Regions from separate parts of the Rattus norvegicus genome. Here region 1 is linked to region 2. Evidence: chromatin contacts called from public Hi-C data. All regions are on one chromosome and are shown on one strand. Each heading gives the region's core, a stretch centred on a gene start, on an enhancer-like site or on the middle of the called end of the contact. The rest is flanking DNA. Distances are from core to core; before and after follow the strand shown. Region 1 holds the start of Kynu (kynureninase). Region 2 has its middle 110 kb from the start of Kynu.

Region 1 (7,168 bases), core at 1,084-3,583, 110 kb after region 2:
CCCGAAAACATATTCCTTTATATAACACTAAAGACATCTGGAATTAGAAGATGATAGAAAGACAGACTAATAATAAGTAGATAAGTTATAGATAGACAGGTAGATAGATAGATAGATAGATAGATAGATAGATAGATAGATAGATAGATAGAGTTCATGTTATTGTATATATATACAAATATATGTATATATACTGTATACTGTTATATATATCAGGAAGTAAAATACAGTAGTACATAACAGAGTAAGATCTCAAATGTAGGAGCTCCTGAGTTCAAAGCCAACCACAAGCCCTGGCATCCATGAAGCCAGGAGACTAAATATGGTCATGTCATAGGAATAAGTGCAAGGGAATGACCCTTAATGGAATGAGGGGTCAAATGTCATAAATGAAGATGATTTTGGCATAAACTTACAAACTAGAGGAAAACATTTCTAAGTTCAGACTTACATCGTTTAGGATAACAAGATATAACCTGAGCTATGACTTGCCTAGTGTCCAGCTAAACATACAAGATTACCACAACCCAGAACAGATATAGGTCCACGACTCTGAGCAAAGCAAATCTCCCTGATTCTGGATAATGGGATGGAAATGCAACACTACCTACAAGGGGAATAGGTTTTTCCTGCTCTGTCTATGCCAACGTGGCATGCTCATACCACAAAATGATTTTTTTTAAATAAAGACAATGATAACTTCCTAATATAGAACATTTAAGGGAACTGAAAAATAAATTATGAAATATAACTAGTGGGGTAAAATAAAAGGACAGAATACAAGAATCTCAAGTCTGTAAGAGATAGAACAATAGGAGTGAAGAACAGAGCCAGACCTCAGCTTCAGTCTGTGTGCACTGCAGTAATTGCTCCAACACTTACCAAATACATGACAGCAGGACTTTGACCTGTCCATCTTTATCTCTCTCTTCAAGCCCAGTCAACAAGGGAATATGGCGTTCTCTCCTGCATAGCAGAACTAATTTTCTAAAATTCTGATGACACAAAACTTCACATGATAGAAAAATGAATAAATGTGTTACAAGCTTTAGATTTCTTTATTCAATTCCAATTTTTATAATTCCTATTGAATCAAGTGAGGATTTTATAGTTTATGGTTTTAACAGTGGTCAGTAAATTATCTCAAAGTAACCTCATGACCTCCATTGTCCTCTCTTAGAGGCCGAGGACAGTACATTTTGTGTGGGTAATTTGAGGAAAACAAAGAATGTGTCCAATGGATTTATACGTCATGGTACAGTGGGTTTTCCCTTTGTTGTTTTTCTAGCTCAACAATCTTGTAAGGGAGGTGCATTTTCTGTTTATCAGGTAGATAGGAGCCTGAGCCTGGGCCACGGTTCAGCAACTTGTCCAAGATTACAGCGAAGACACAGAGTAGACTGAAGAAGGCCTTACAAAGAGCGATGTGCTGTGGGCTTAGGCAAGGCACGGGAGCAAACGCGCAGTGACCCAGGCAGTCTCTTCTGTAGTGATTATTCTGAAAGCCTTTGGTCTTAGTTTTTATGCCTAATATGGTATTTCTCAAAAGACCTAAGTTCAGGTTAGGCCAGGAGAAGTAATCTAAGCTGAACGCAGCTCAGAGAGCAGAGTTCACAGAAATAATTAGCACTAATGAGATCCCAGGCCTCTGTCCTCTTGGATTTCCAAGCCCTACCTCTTCTCTCTGTGGTTATCATACTATCAAGATTTATGACCTCAAAAATTTTAAATTCCATTTATTAGGCCATAAAATATTTTGGGGAGTTAATGGGCTATATTAATTTTTCTTTTGCAACAAGTCCCTCCATATTTAGGGCAAAGCACTTGAATCAGTGGTAGGTACCACCACACCCGGTTTATTTTAAATTTTTGTATAAAATCTGTATCCATTATAAGGCAAATGCCCTGCAATCAAAATTGATCAGTGGTTCACTGTCTCAAAATCCAGGAGAAATGCGTCCAGATTTCAAAGAAGGCATTTCTCTGGGTTTCGGATTTTTTTTCTTGGAGTACAGATTGAAAATAAATGCAGATTTTGGAGATCAGTTCTCTAACACAGTGCTCACAGCAGAGCTACATAGGTCAAGAAGTCGCTGCGGAGGTCTAGAACCCACAAGGAAGAGTTGGAAGAGGCTGTCAGCAGAGCCAGATGTTTGGCAAGCTGGGGTGGGGATGGGGGAGGTGCCGCATTTTGCTTAGTTTTTGTTGGTGGTTAGAAATTTGCAACCCGATTCAACTGGGTGGGAGGAACTAAAGTTGACATGCAAATTTTCCACAGGGTGGAGTCTTATTGGTTGTGGCTACCTAGGGACAAGGAAATATCAGGCATCCCCTGAAAAGGTACTGGAAACTGAGGACCCTATCTGGATCAAAGCAGGTAAGCAAAGAGCAGGCCAAGGCACAGCTCTGAGCCTAAACAGACATTCACTTTCCTTGTTCTTTTCCAAACGGAACTTCTCTCTACTTAACGGTGCAGTCCTTTGGGGATTTCTTTTCCTGCTTTCTTCTTTCTGTATAAATTATCTTCATAAACAAAACCGGCATGGCCTCCCTTAAAGCCTGCACCTCTAAACCCAGGATAGAGAAAGCGGATGAAGTTGCAGTCCCGGCAGGTTAGCCCGGCACTCATTGCAGTTTTAAATGCTCGGGTAGAACAAGCCTAGGTAAAGAAAGTCCATGTTGAAAGGAGCTTTCTGGTTTCTGGTTTGTCCTGTGCTGCTATTCGTCACATTAACGTTTAGAGAAGTGAAAGTGTATTTTCTTGACGGGAGTTTCTTCCCCTTTTATTTTCTAGAGCATTTTGCCTAAGCGTATACAGAATTTTTTTTTTGTATTTGGTAAATGGTTTTTTCAGTTCCCTGTGGGTTTGCTACTTAAGGAATGTGGGAACAAACTCCAGGATCTTGTACTGCTCAGCTAGGCTGGTTGTACCCGTGATGTCACCCAATTCTCAATGACAGTCTTACAGAAGCATGCTTTGCACACCTGTATATAAATTTTTTACTTCCCCTGATGAAGTGTGGCATTTTACGAATGTATCTTTACCAGCTTCTAAACTTTGAACTTGGTATCCCTTGGGAAGGACTCTTTGCTAGGCAAAGATTAACTATTGAGCGCTGGGTCACTAATTGAGCTGGTTGACCTTAGACCCGTAGGGTCAGGGAGAGATCTCTAATTTGTGACTCCTTTATTACCGATGGTCAGCACTTCAGTAAGCACAGCCTTTCACCCATGGAAACGTAGCTACGTAAATAAAACCACAAAGACCAATTTTCAAAATTTCAAGTGCATAATAGGAGAATGAAATCAATTTCCATCAGAACACAGCGATATTTAAAACTCCTATGGAAATACCTCATGAAGGTGACTTGACGCTAACCACAGGCTCCTTTAAAAAAAATCAAATTGAACTTTATTTTATATAACAATGACCAAAGTGGGTTCGGATGACTTGCACCCCAGCATATGACATGTTTGTTTGCCCTTGTAAAAGTAAGCCATGCTCAATACATGAAATATGAAATTTGACAGTTATTATAAGCTAGGAGTTAATGTCTTCATTTTCAAACAAATCATGTCAATTTACTTGCAAATGATTAGTCTAAGTAAGGCGTAAAATGATGTTTTGAAGCACTGATTGTCTTAGCTGGGGGAATGGACACAGAATTAGGCAGCAATTAATAGGCGCTAATCAGTTCTCTCTCGGGGCAAAGGCCTTGAGTAAGCCTTGCAGTCTGCTGGCACTGTGCAGAGGGGTACCCTGGAAGGAAGCACCATTTCAGGGAAGACATCCCTGTACCTACTCCCATCTCCAACGTAACAAGCCCAGAAGTGTAAAGAGCTACACATTTGCGTGAAGAGATTAGATTTTACTATAAAGGCATAAAGGCTTATGCCTGTAACCCCAGGACTTAGGAAGCAGGGGATTCGTGGACTCCAGATAAGCCAGGACTGTATCATGATGCTTTGTCCCCAAGTATTTCTTAAGAGGAAATAAATTCTCCTATAGACCATGCTGCTGTATAGAGTTAATGTGGAATTACAAAAAGAAAACAGAGGAAAGGGAAATAAGCAAAAGCCATTGATTTTAAAAATCAGGAAACAGAATACAAGGAAATAAGAGGTTGCTGTGAACAGGGGTTTTTCTCCTTCTGAGGAGGGGCTTTTCTCCCTGTGAGCTGGGGGTTTTCTCCCTCTGAGCAGGGGGTTTTTCTCTGTGGGTCTGACTACACACCTTCCTTCATAAAAGAGGCCCAGTTTGCTCTGGGCTTTCAGACACACTTGACTGTAAACTTTACCTCGGCCTCAGAGCCCATTGAATGTGTTGTGCAGTCATTGGCCTCCAAGGTAAGTAACCCTAACTCCTCAGTATTCTTACAAGGATGAACTAACTGTTGATGCAAACACACTAACATGTTTCTTGTTTGTTCGTTTTGGGATAGGGTCTTGATACGCAGTCAAGACTCACAATGCGTCAGTCTCTTGCCCAGTACAATTACTGGGATGAAAGAAATGTGTCACCATGCCCAACGTGATGCACATTGTTCACATGCTTCACCATGAAATCAGAAGCATTATTTTACTTTTCGAGAGCTATATGCCTGAGTCATCATATATGCTCAATAAACATTTGTGGGATTAGGGGAGGAATAACTACCATTTTTCACATTCAGAACATAAGTCTCTTCATATGCTCATATAAACCATTACGTGTGGCTTTCTCATATTGCTTTGTTGTATGCTAAAACAGGTGTAAGTAACCAGGAAGACTATTTTTAGATGGTTGTTGCTGCTGCCGTTGTTTAAGACAGAACTCTATTACGTAGTACAAGCTGATCTGGAGCTCACTCTAACCCAGGGTGATGTTGAAAACCAAGGAAATGCTCTTGCCTCAGTCTCCCTAGTGCTGAGATTATAGGCAGAAGCAAATATTCCTAGTTCCATTTGTGAGTATTATACCAGTCTTTCCCAGATCGCAGGAATGAGAGGGACGTGGAAATGTGGCCTCAGAAGCCTGTGCAGTGTTAACAAATGCTCCTGTAAGGATAATGGAAGGCAGCTTGCAACATAGCAATGAAATAATCTAGGAATTAAAATGCTCCCATTCAGAATGTACTTATTCCCCAAGAAATAGTAGCGTGTCAGCTCTTCAAGTAACATCCCAAACCTAAGGCAAACTCTTGACTCTGAGTTTCACTGCAAGCGTTTCTCTAATTGCGTGCACCTTGATCAGACTGAGGCAGGATGCGTTTGCCTAGCAGCAGGTGACTGTCCGTCTTTCACAATTCACTGAGCTGTTTGGCTACTTCTCCTCAGCTGTCATCTCAATGTAAGGAAAAGCCTACACAAGCAATGCTGTTTATAGCAGTGGTGTAACTATCGTGTGAGGTTAAACACGTTGCAGCACCAAGAGAATAGACTTTAAGCCAAGCTGGCAAGAACTCACTGTGGTAGGGACACGCCTCATAGCCAGGCCAAAGAACACCGCAGGATGTTTAGGAACAGCCCTCAACAGGCTCCAGGAGTTTTTCACAGAGTTCACTCTCTGCCGAGGTTCTGTGACTCTCAACCCAGTGTGAACCTATATTTGTAAGGAATCTTCACTGTTCAGTTCCAATAGCTCAGTGACACTTGCAGTTGGAATCAATTTCCAGGCTGAAATAATCAATACTTCTGTTCTACTATAAAACTAAAAAAATTACTCTCTTGTGACCAGATGCTCTTGAGCCCCAGTATTTCATAGCTTCTCTCTGATTCTTTGAAATTCATGATCCTGTTTCTACCTGAGTCAATCAATGTCTAACACGGTTCAAATTCTTGGAAGAATTCGGTCTTATGCTCAGCTTAATGCTATACCCACTGCCACAATAGAGTTCAACAAATCACTCAGAGGCAGCAATGCATGGTAAAATATCCAGGCAAGGTCTAACCAAATGTGAGAATGCAAGTGATGAAGCCAAGGGAAAGACACAGTCATCTCTGTTTCCTACATCAGATGGTACCCAATACCAGCCAATTTAAATCAAGTTGCAGGCATAGAAAGCATACTCTATCTTTTTTATCCACACATATACCCAAATAAACATAGTACCAGACAGGATGTATTCATTATTATAAGATGTATGCTTATAAAGGTTTCTGATGCTTAAAGGAAGAAAGAAGGCTTTTAGCAGAGATTACATGACAGACCTGTACAACAATGTAGCCTTGATTTAAAACAGTGAATAGTTCCTGGGATCTGAACATAGTGGGATAAAAGCAGCGTGTTTTAGGGAAAGAATATAGAGGGAGAAAATTCACAGAGATAGACAGTCTTGTGAGAAAGACACGTGGTAGCAGTATGATCAGATACAGAGAGCATGGTGATCTCAGCTGTCGTTTAACACCGTGTTCTCACTGGGGCTGAATAGAAGAGGGAGGACTGAAGGTAAAGAGCAACTTGAAAGCCTCTTCCATGACAGCGCCCATCCTAGATTCAGCTGAGTGCACTGTGATAGCAAACATCACACACACTCCACATTGCAGACTTGGGTGACTGCAGTAGCAGCAGCATCCCCTAGATGTCCAGTACCTATGGCATTGGATGTTTTCTAGGTAGAAATCATGCCCACCCTTTCTATGTTTTCATTACCAAATGGACCATGGACTCACACTTCTTCTCTTTTTTGAATCCCTTAACATTTTGACATTTTCTTTATTCCTAGTGTTAGCAATAGTGTGTGTGGGGTGGGGTGGGGTGGGGGGGTGGGTGTGTGTGATTTGTTTACATCAGTGCAGGAATTTATGTGCTATGGTACATGTCCGGAGGTCAGAGGAAAACTTCTGGGAGTTCGTTCTCTCCTTTCAAGTTGTTGAGGCACGGGTTTTCTTCTTTCTGTCATGCTCATGCTCTAGGCTAGTTGTCCCAGGGAATTCTGAGCAGTTCTCCGGCTGCCACCTCCCATCTAACTGCTGGACTGCTACGTTTTTTCACTTGGGTTCTAAGAATCAAACTCAGGTTGAAAAACTTAGAAAGCAAACACTTTCGCTTACTTAGCCAGCTCTGCAGCATCCTGTTAAATTCTCATAATTCTTCACAGTACACACTGATTCTCATTATACACAAGTGTACATATCATTGCTTCGCACAAAACCCTCTGTGCCAAAGAAACGCCCATTCTCTTCAACA
Region 2 (6,887 bases), core at 408-2,907:
GGAGTAGGCAAGCTGCCCACAGTCAATTAAGTCAAGACAGGCAACACATTTATGACTTGTGTGCCTTAGTTTAGGTAACAAGGTGACAGCAACTTCCTTCTTTATATCCTTTACTGCTTAAGATGCAAACATGAAATGTCTGAAGGAGCAGGATAGGAGCCAAGTTGCAGGACTTAGGAATGTGATTCAGTTTGTCCGCAAGGTAGAACTTTTCCTGAGATGGCTGGACCCAAGAAACTGTCTTCTAATAACTTGAACTTAAACTCTTTGCTTTACTTTGATGTCAATATATTATGTCTTTGGTGTTTCCTTCAATGGCTGCTAGACTGAGTTTGTATCTCTTGCTCATCCCTATCTTCATATCTGTGTCTATATCTGTCTATCTATCTACATCTATATACCTAATTAGATTTCATACTGTTGCAGTAAATACGTAATCTCAAACTCAACCCCGCCTTTGATCATTCAGTTCCTAGCTAAAGGACACAAAAGTTTTATATTTATAATAATTCTTTAAAACACTAGATCTGGTCAGATATCTAACCTACACTACTATGTGTACTTCCTTGCCAATAACTTTGAGGTATGAATTGCCATGTTCTGTCCAGGCTACCCTTATTCTGACTAGCCAGCCCTCATGGCCAGTTTTCACAATCCCTTATCCCAAGGTATATTTTGCTCTCTTCACCTTCTCTCTCTTTCCTCTCCTTGTCTTACCTCCAACCCCAAGGAAGGGAACTGAAACCCTGCCTGCCTCTCTTCTACCCAACTAGAGGTTGTAGATATCTTTATTCAACTAATAATTTTAAGTTAAGGAGTAAGGTTACATAGTATCTCTTGGAGTCCATGAGGATTTCCTTGTCCTTGGGGGCAACCAGACCTTGGAGGCCAATATTTAACATTACAATATGTAGTCACAGACCAAACGTCAACATCATATACCACTGGCTCTTCCCAGATACATCCTGGGTCTCCCGCCCACTGGACAACCTGCCAAGGTTCATATGCATAAAAAAGGTGACTCCTTCGCCAAAGAATCCAGCATCTGTCAGTTCAGCTATGCCTATGAGTTTGTGAGTCTCTCCATGCTACATGCTTTAACATTCACTGGGTCGATAAGTTGTAGGCCTGGAGCTTGTGTTCATAGCTGCTGTGATTTCATGACTGCAGAGGTCCTGACATGTCCAAAAGACATTTTGTCATCTGGTCATCCTTGTTCTTTGACTCAACCTTTGTCTTTTTCCAAGATGTTCCTTGTGTGGGCCAGGGTGGGATACAGATGTCTCATTTGCTGTTGAGGAGTCCTCAGACACTTGTTCTCTACACTTTAACCCATCGTGAATTTCTTCATGAAATGCGGTCTACTGTACAAAGGAACTTCTCCACTGAGTTCTGAAAGTCACATTATTCTCTCTCTCTCTCTCTCTCTCTCTCTCTCTCTCTCTCTCTCTCTGTGTGTGTGTGTGTGTGTGTGTGTGTGTGATTAAACAAGAAATCAAAAAATGAGAGAGGAATACTATTTAGTTTCTTTCTCTTGTGGTTTGACAGTAAAAGAAAATTGCTGAAGATGTGGAGAAAGTATATGCTTCCGTACTTCCACCGACAGAGGACTAACTTTCCAGCGTTAGTCCTGCCCTGGTCATACACTGTTTATTGACTCAAACATGAAATTCATGAGAGGTTGCAAAATAACTGCATCATAAGCACATTGACCATGATTCATGGACTACCTTTGATCTTTTTGGGTCAGATCTTTTTTTTTCCTGTTTCTTCTCTAGAGAACACCATTCTTTTTCTGTTTGTGTCCCATGCCTTGCCAACACTTGCTGAAACAATTTTCCATGTTACATTTCTGCAGTTGATCTCTGCCCTTGCTGAACCTGCTTACAAAGTCGTCATGTAGGAAAAAGCCTTCAAAAACTACCGAGGACAGGTAAATAGCACTCTTAAGCTGAATCCGCCTCCAGCTATGCTTTAATATACAGAATGACATATGAGGGAACTTACTTTGGGTTCATCAATAACCTTGGCAGCTAGCTTGCTTTTTTTATTCTTACTTGAAGTAAAATATCACTCAACCAAAACCAGGAACTCAACCTTTATACAGTGTCTTCTCCTTTGTCCTATAAATGTTCAAGACAGTGAAGGAATTCATGAAAAGGACCACTAGTAGGTAGCATGCCTACACCTACGTCATGGCATGTATTTCTTTGCACTGTCTGGAAGCTTTTGTCCTCCAGTTTTCAGAAAATATATTCATGGAGAAGAGTATAAGACACAGAAATGTCTGTAGCAGGAAGCTGAATTGTGGAAGCAATGTCAAAACCACCAATAACAAGAAGAACAGCTATGTTTCTTGTTGAGATTTTGTGGTTAGTTGATACAAACAGGTAAAGTATCTTAATAGTATGGCTTTTGTTTTGTTTCGTTGCCACATGTTGGCCTGTTCTACCTTGTTAACTTCTTTCTATGAAGTTGCTGACACAGATAATCCCCAAAATCAATATCTATGCAACTCTGACCTGACCATTTTCACCTGCTTTGACCTCTGGTTATTGCATCTAGTGACCTACAAAGATTAAAATGTGGTTAGTTTTTAAGACCAGAATATCACAGAGAACAACAAACATGCTTAGCACCTCATTAATAATTAATTCTCAAAAACCTCTCCATTTTCCTTGTACTAAAAATCTTTTATACATCTATTTTCCTCTTTGTTTCTTCATTTGTTATCAAAAAACATTTATAATTTTTCAAATAGGTAGGAATATGTAACAATAAAATCTTCTCTAATAGTATCTTGGAGATGAAGAGAGACTAAAAATTAACAAATAGACAATATGTTATTTGCTGCTTTGAGATTCCCTTGGTCTAGGATTTCTAAGGACAGTCCTGTATTAGCAAAAATAGGAGTACCCGAGAACATATCAAGGATGCAAATTCTCAGGTCAGATCGCAGCCATATCAGAACCTCTAGAATAGCAATGAGAAATCTCTGTAGTTAGAAATATTCTGATAAATCTGATGCTTGATTGATTGATTAACTTTGCACAACATTGTTCCAAGTAGTTTCTCTAGAACAGATTAAACTGTATTTAGGCATGAGGTGACTAAAAGGATGAGTAATAAAAAAATTTCCTTAATGTAACAGAAAAAGATGTAAAAAAGGATGGACTGACTTCATTAGTGGACGTGATCATTTTCATCAATGTGACAAAATATTCAAATTTGCATAAAGGAGTAAAAATTGACTTGACTCACAGATATAGTTCTTCTAGGTCAATTAGTTCTCTTGCTTCTGGGTCCACTCACAGGAAGGAAAAGCAAAGTGGTACATCTTATGAGAGATGGACAGGAAGCATGGAAACTAACATAGAATGAACATAGGATTAAGATATATCTTTGAGTTAAAGCATTTACTTTCTCTATTGAAGCATAGTTCTTCAAAATTATGGATCCACCAACAGATTAACTTCTTGAGTAGAACAGAGAAATCAGAATGCAATCATTTTCCAGGGCCCAGCATGTGGCAAATAATCCCTTAATATACCAGCCTCTGGGGGAACATTCGTTCACCAGAATGTTCACAGGAACAGTCCCACAACCTTGTAATTATTATTATTAATTTTTGACTACAGATATAGATCCTATTCTGACTGCCTTTCAATGGTTGACATTTTTCTAATAGAAATAGCTATGTTACATATATGAAACTTGTTTTCATATTTTTAAATTGAAAAGCATAGGAATCCCACAGTCTTCATTTCAAATGAACCATGTGCTAAGGCATAAAAATATTTTATATGTAAGGTTTCTAGTGAAGAGTGTTGTGCTTGGATTTCCCTTTTATTTGACTTGGGATTCTAAAATAGTATAAATATTGTCTTAGAGAAGGTTGATAGCTAAATAAGTCCATGGAAATCCCTACACAACACATTTAATAAATATCGGATAAAGCTGTTTGATGTTTGTAGTCTTGTATCTGCATCTTTCCTTACTATGTATAATTAAATACATGGAGGCAGCAATCTGATTTAAAATCATGACTTGTTCTGAATTATTTCCAGTGCATAGAGTTACTGGTATTTGTTTATACTGAAATAGAAGAGGTATTTCTGATTATTTAATAACTACTATTTACTCTGAATAAATAGGAATCGAGACAATATCTTTGCGTCCATGATGCCTCCCAAGGACACTACTAACTCTGCCTTTAATTCTTCAAAAAATTACAGTTGGTGCACTTACTTTGCTTAAAGAAACTTCTTCATGTGACCGTCTATAGAAGAGAAGTCACAGATAGAGTTCCCAGGTAGTTGCTAAGTAGATTAAACAACAAAATGGGAGCAAAGTCTAGAGATAGAAGCATAAACCCTCTAAGGACAGAAAGAATTGATCTTTTCACCCAAATCAAATACTTCCAAATCAAATCTCACTTGATTTCGGTTAAAAATTCTCCTTATGCCTGTTCACTATTTTGGCTTTTCTGCTGTCTCTCAAAATGATTAAAAGCAAGAAAGAGGAAATTGGGTGGTACAGCATTTGCCAGGCTGGAGTGAGTAGAGTTGATTGCTACTCCTGAGAGTGGCAGTGCCTCTGTTTTTATGAGGCAATAACTTGTGGATGCAGAGGAATTGTCACATGGGTAATGGCCTGGAAGTCTATCAGCTTCTTCGCAGTGCAATATTTCCTAAGAACATGGCTGTCCGAGCTTTCTACTACTTTCAAATATCAAAACTATGGACAAAAAAAAAAACAAAAAACAAAAACAACAACAAACATAAAAAAGGGAAACTCACCAGAGGCAATGTAGCCAATCTACTCTTTAATGCATCAAAGAAAGGAGAAAAGTAATGATATACTGTAGATGTTGTAGATTCGTTTTCTCCTGTAACCTCAGCAACCCCCCAAAACAGACTAGATAACCAACCAGAACACTGTGATAAATGATAAGGCTTGCCATCAGATGAAGCACTTTCCAATTTCCATTTTGTATATTTCCGACTGGAAACTAGTGAGAGTTGATCCAGCAAGATGTCCACACATCTTTGTGTACATGCTAAATTCTCCCCTGATGTTGAAGTGCTCTCCAGAGGGGCTGTGCACTGCTCTTGTTTCTTTTCCTCTCTCTCTTCTCATCTCCACCTGCTTGGATTACTTGCACTCTTGGCAGCTCGCCCTATATGTTCCTAGGCTTGAAGTACATTTCATTTTGTCTATAGGGCCTGGGAGTATACTATAATGATTTTTTTTCATTTCTTATTCCTTAGAGAGGACTGTTTTCACAGCCATGTTGAAATGGCTCAGAATATATTACTCACTTATAACACACACGGTTTAAACTTCCAAGGGCATTTATTTAGTAAGCAGGAAGAAGGGAGCAGCCAAAAAGGAACCATGTATCTGAATTTGGGAAGTAGCCTTAGTGACTGCTATGAACATATCCTTTCTATGGGCTTAACTGTTTGTGAGAATTGGTATTTGAGGGCCTTAAAGGATGAGAGGGGCTGCTGTTCAATACTGTAGACAAGTTTTCTTCCATTTCAGATTACTTTTATACTCAAATGTAACAAAGAAACTAATGATCCAAGGGAAGTTGCTTGAGTTCTGAAAAACATATTAAAAAAACACCAGTAAGCACATACTAAATATTAACAGAATAGCCTTTCCTAGAACATTCTCAGGACAGACCAGTTTAAACACAATTCCCTGGCATGTACTGCAGATAATACTTGGAAAAGCACAAAAGCAAGGCCGAAGGCCATATCCAGGCTCAGGGTGCACCAAGGGCAGCACTCAGCATCTCTTATCACCAGATTGGGTTCTACAACATCCAACAACAACAGCAAACAGTTCTTATAAGTTGAATGTAAATGTTTGTTGCAGGAAGCATACAACTACATCCAATAATAATTCAGGGAACAAAATGCACCTGAGGTTGGGGGCCTCTGTCTTTTTTTTTTTTTTTTTTTTGGAATTCCCAGGGCCTTGTTCACCAACCATCATTCTTTTGATCTTCTGCACAACGAAGCCCTGTTAATAAACAAGGAATTCTGTTTTTCATTTCATTTCCACCCAAAGTAGAGTAGTGTATTGTCTTTTCCTGCTTCAAAAGCTCTATAATCCTCAAGTTAAAACTCCTGCCATCATCTAAACTCTTAATAGTACCTGATGCCCTTGAAAGGGCCTGGGGTCAGTTCTTAGCATTCATATGATGCTCACATAACCTGTAGCCCCAGTTTCAGGGACTATATAATCCTCCTCTCTTGACTTCTATAGACATTAGGCATGTGTATGGTACACATAGATGCATGCATGAGAAAGATTCATACACATAAAATAATAAATTTAAGATATAAAAGTATTTTAATCATGAAAAATCATCTTAAATATCAGATTTAGGAGTTAACAATACATTTGTTTCTACAGCTTTTACAATTTTTGGATGGGGCCAGGAGAAGGTGATATAGATAGAGAAGTAGTGAATTTCACAAAGAATTGTACTGAAGAAAAAGTTGCATCAGCACAAGTGAGCAATTTAACACTGCAGGAATGAGTATCAAAGTGTACATAAATGTACCTATAGGAAATAAAGAAATGCAACTTTATTGAGAGACAACTTTATTTTAACATAAGATTATGTTAAAATCCATGTGATAGAACATTGGTTTGCACAATTGTCAGGCAGAGCTTCCTGTTGAGGTAATCACTGTAGATATGCACATGTTGTTACTGTTTTACACATCTTAAAACCCTTTATACCTTCCCTTTTTAGCAGTTCCGAGAGCTGTGTGGGGTGGTAGAACATTCTGTAGAATGAAGAAGACCCATGGCTTTGCCTGTCAGCACTGCATATGCACACTGGATGTACAGTGAAGTAAGTAAAT

What was found. Hi-C and Micro-C count contacts between places; a contact is called where the count stands out from the background.
Region 1: a Hi-C map of liver shows a contact between it and region 2, with 5 times the contacts expected there. The contact joins the promoter of Kynu here to the enhancer-like site in region 2. A contact is called at or near these places in 3 of 12 Hi-C or Micro-C datasets (kidney and liver).

What each region holds. Positions count from the first base shown.
Region 1 is chr3:48,185,953-48,193,120 of GRCr8, forward strand. It overlaps Kynu (kynureninase), which reads left to right and starts at 2,334. Exons shown (of 14, transcript NM_053902.2): 1 at 2,334-2,377.
Region 2 is chr3:48,077,049-48,083,935 of GRCr8, forward strand. No RefSeq gene overlaps it. Among named protein-coding and RNA genes, the nearest start is that of Kynu, 110 kb to the right of the region's middle. Within about 2 kb of position 1,658, at least 2 of the 93 cell types and tissues checked have an H3K27ac peak or open chromatin away from gene starts, as enhancers often do. A contact at or near this core is called in liver, where this site is marked.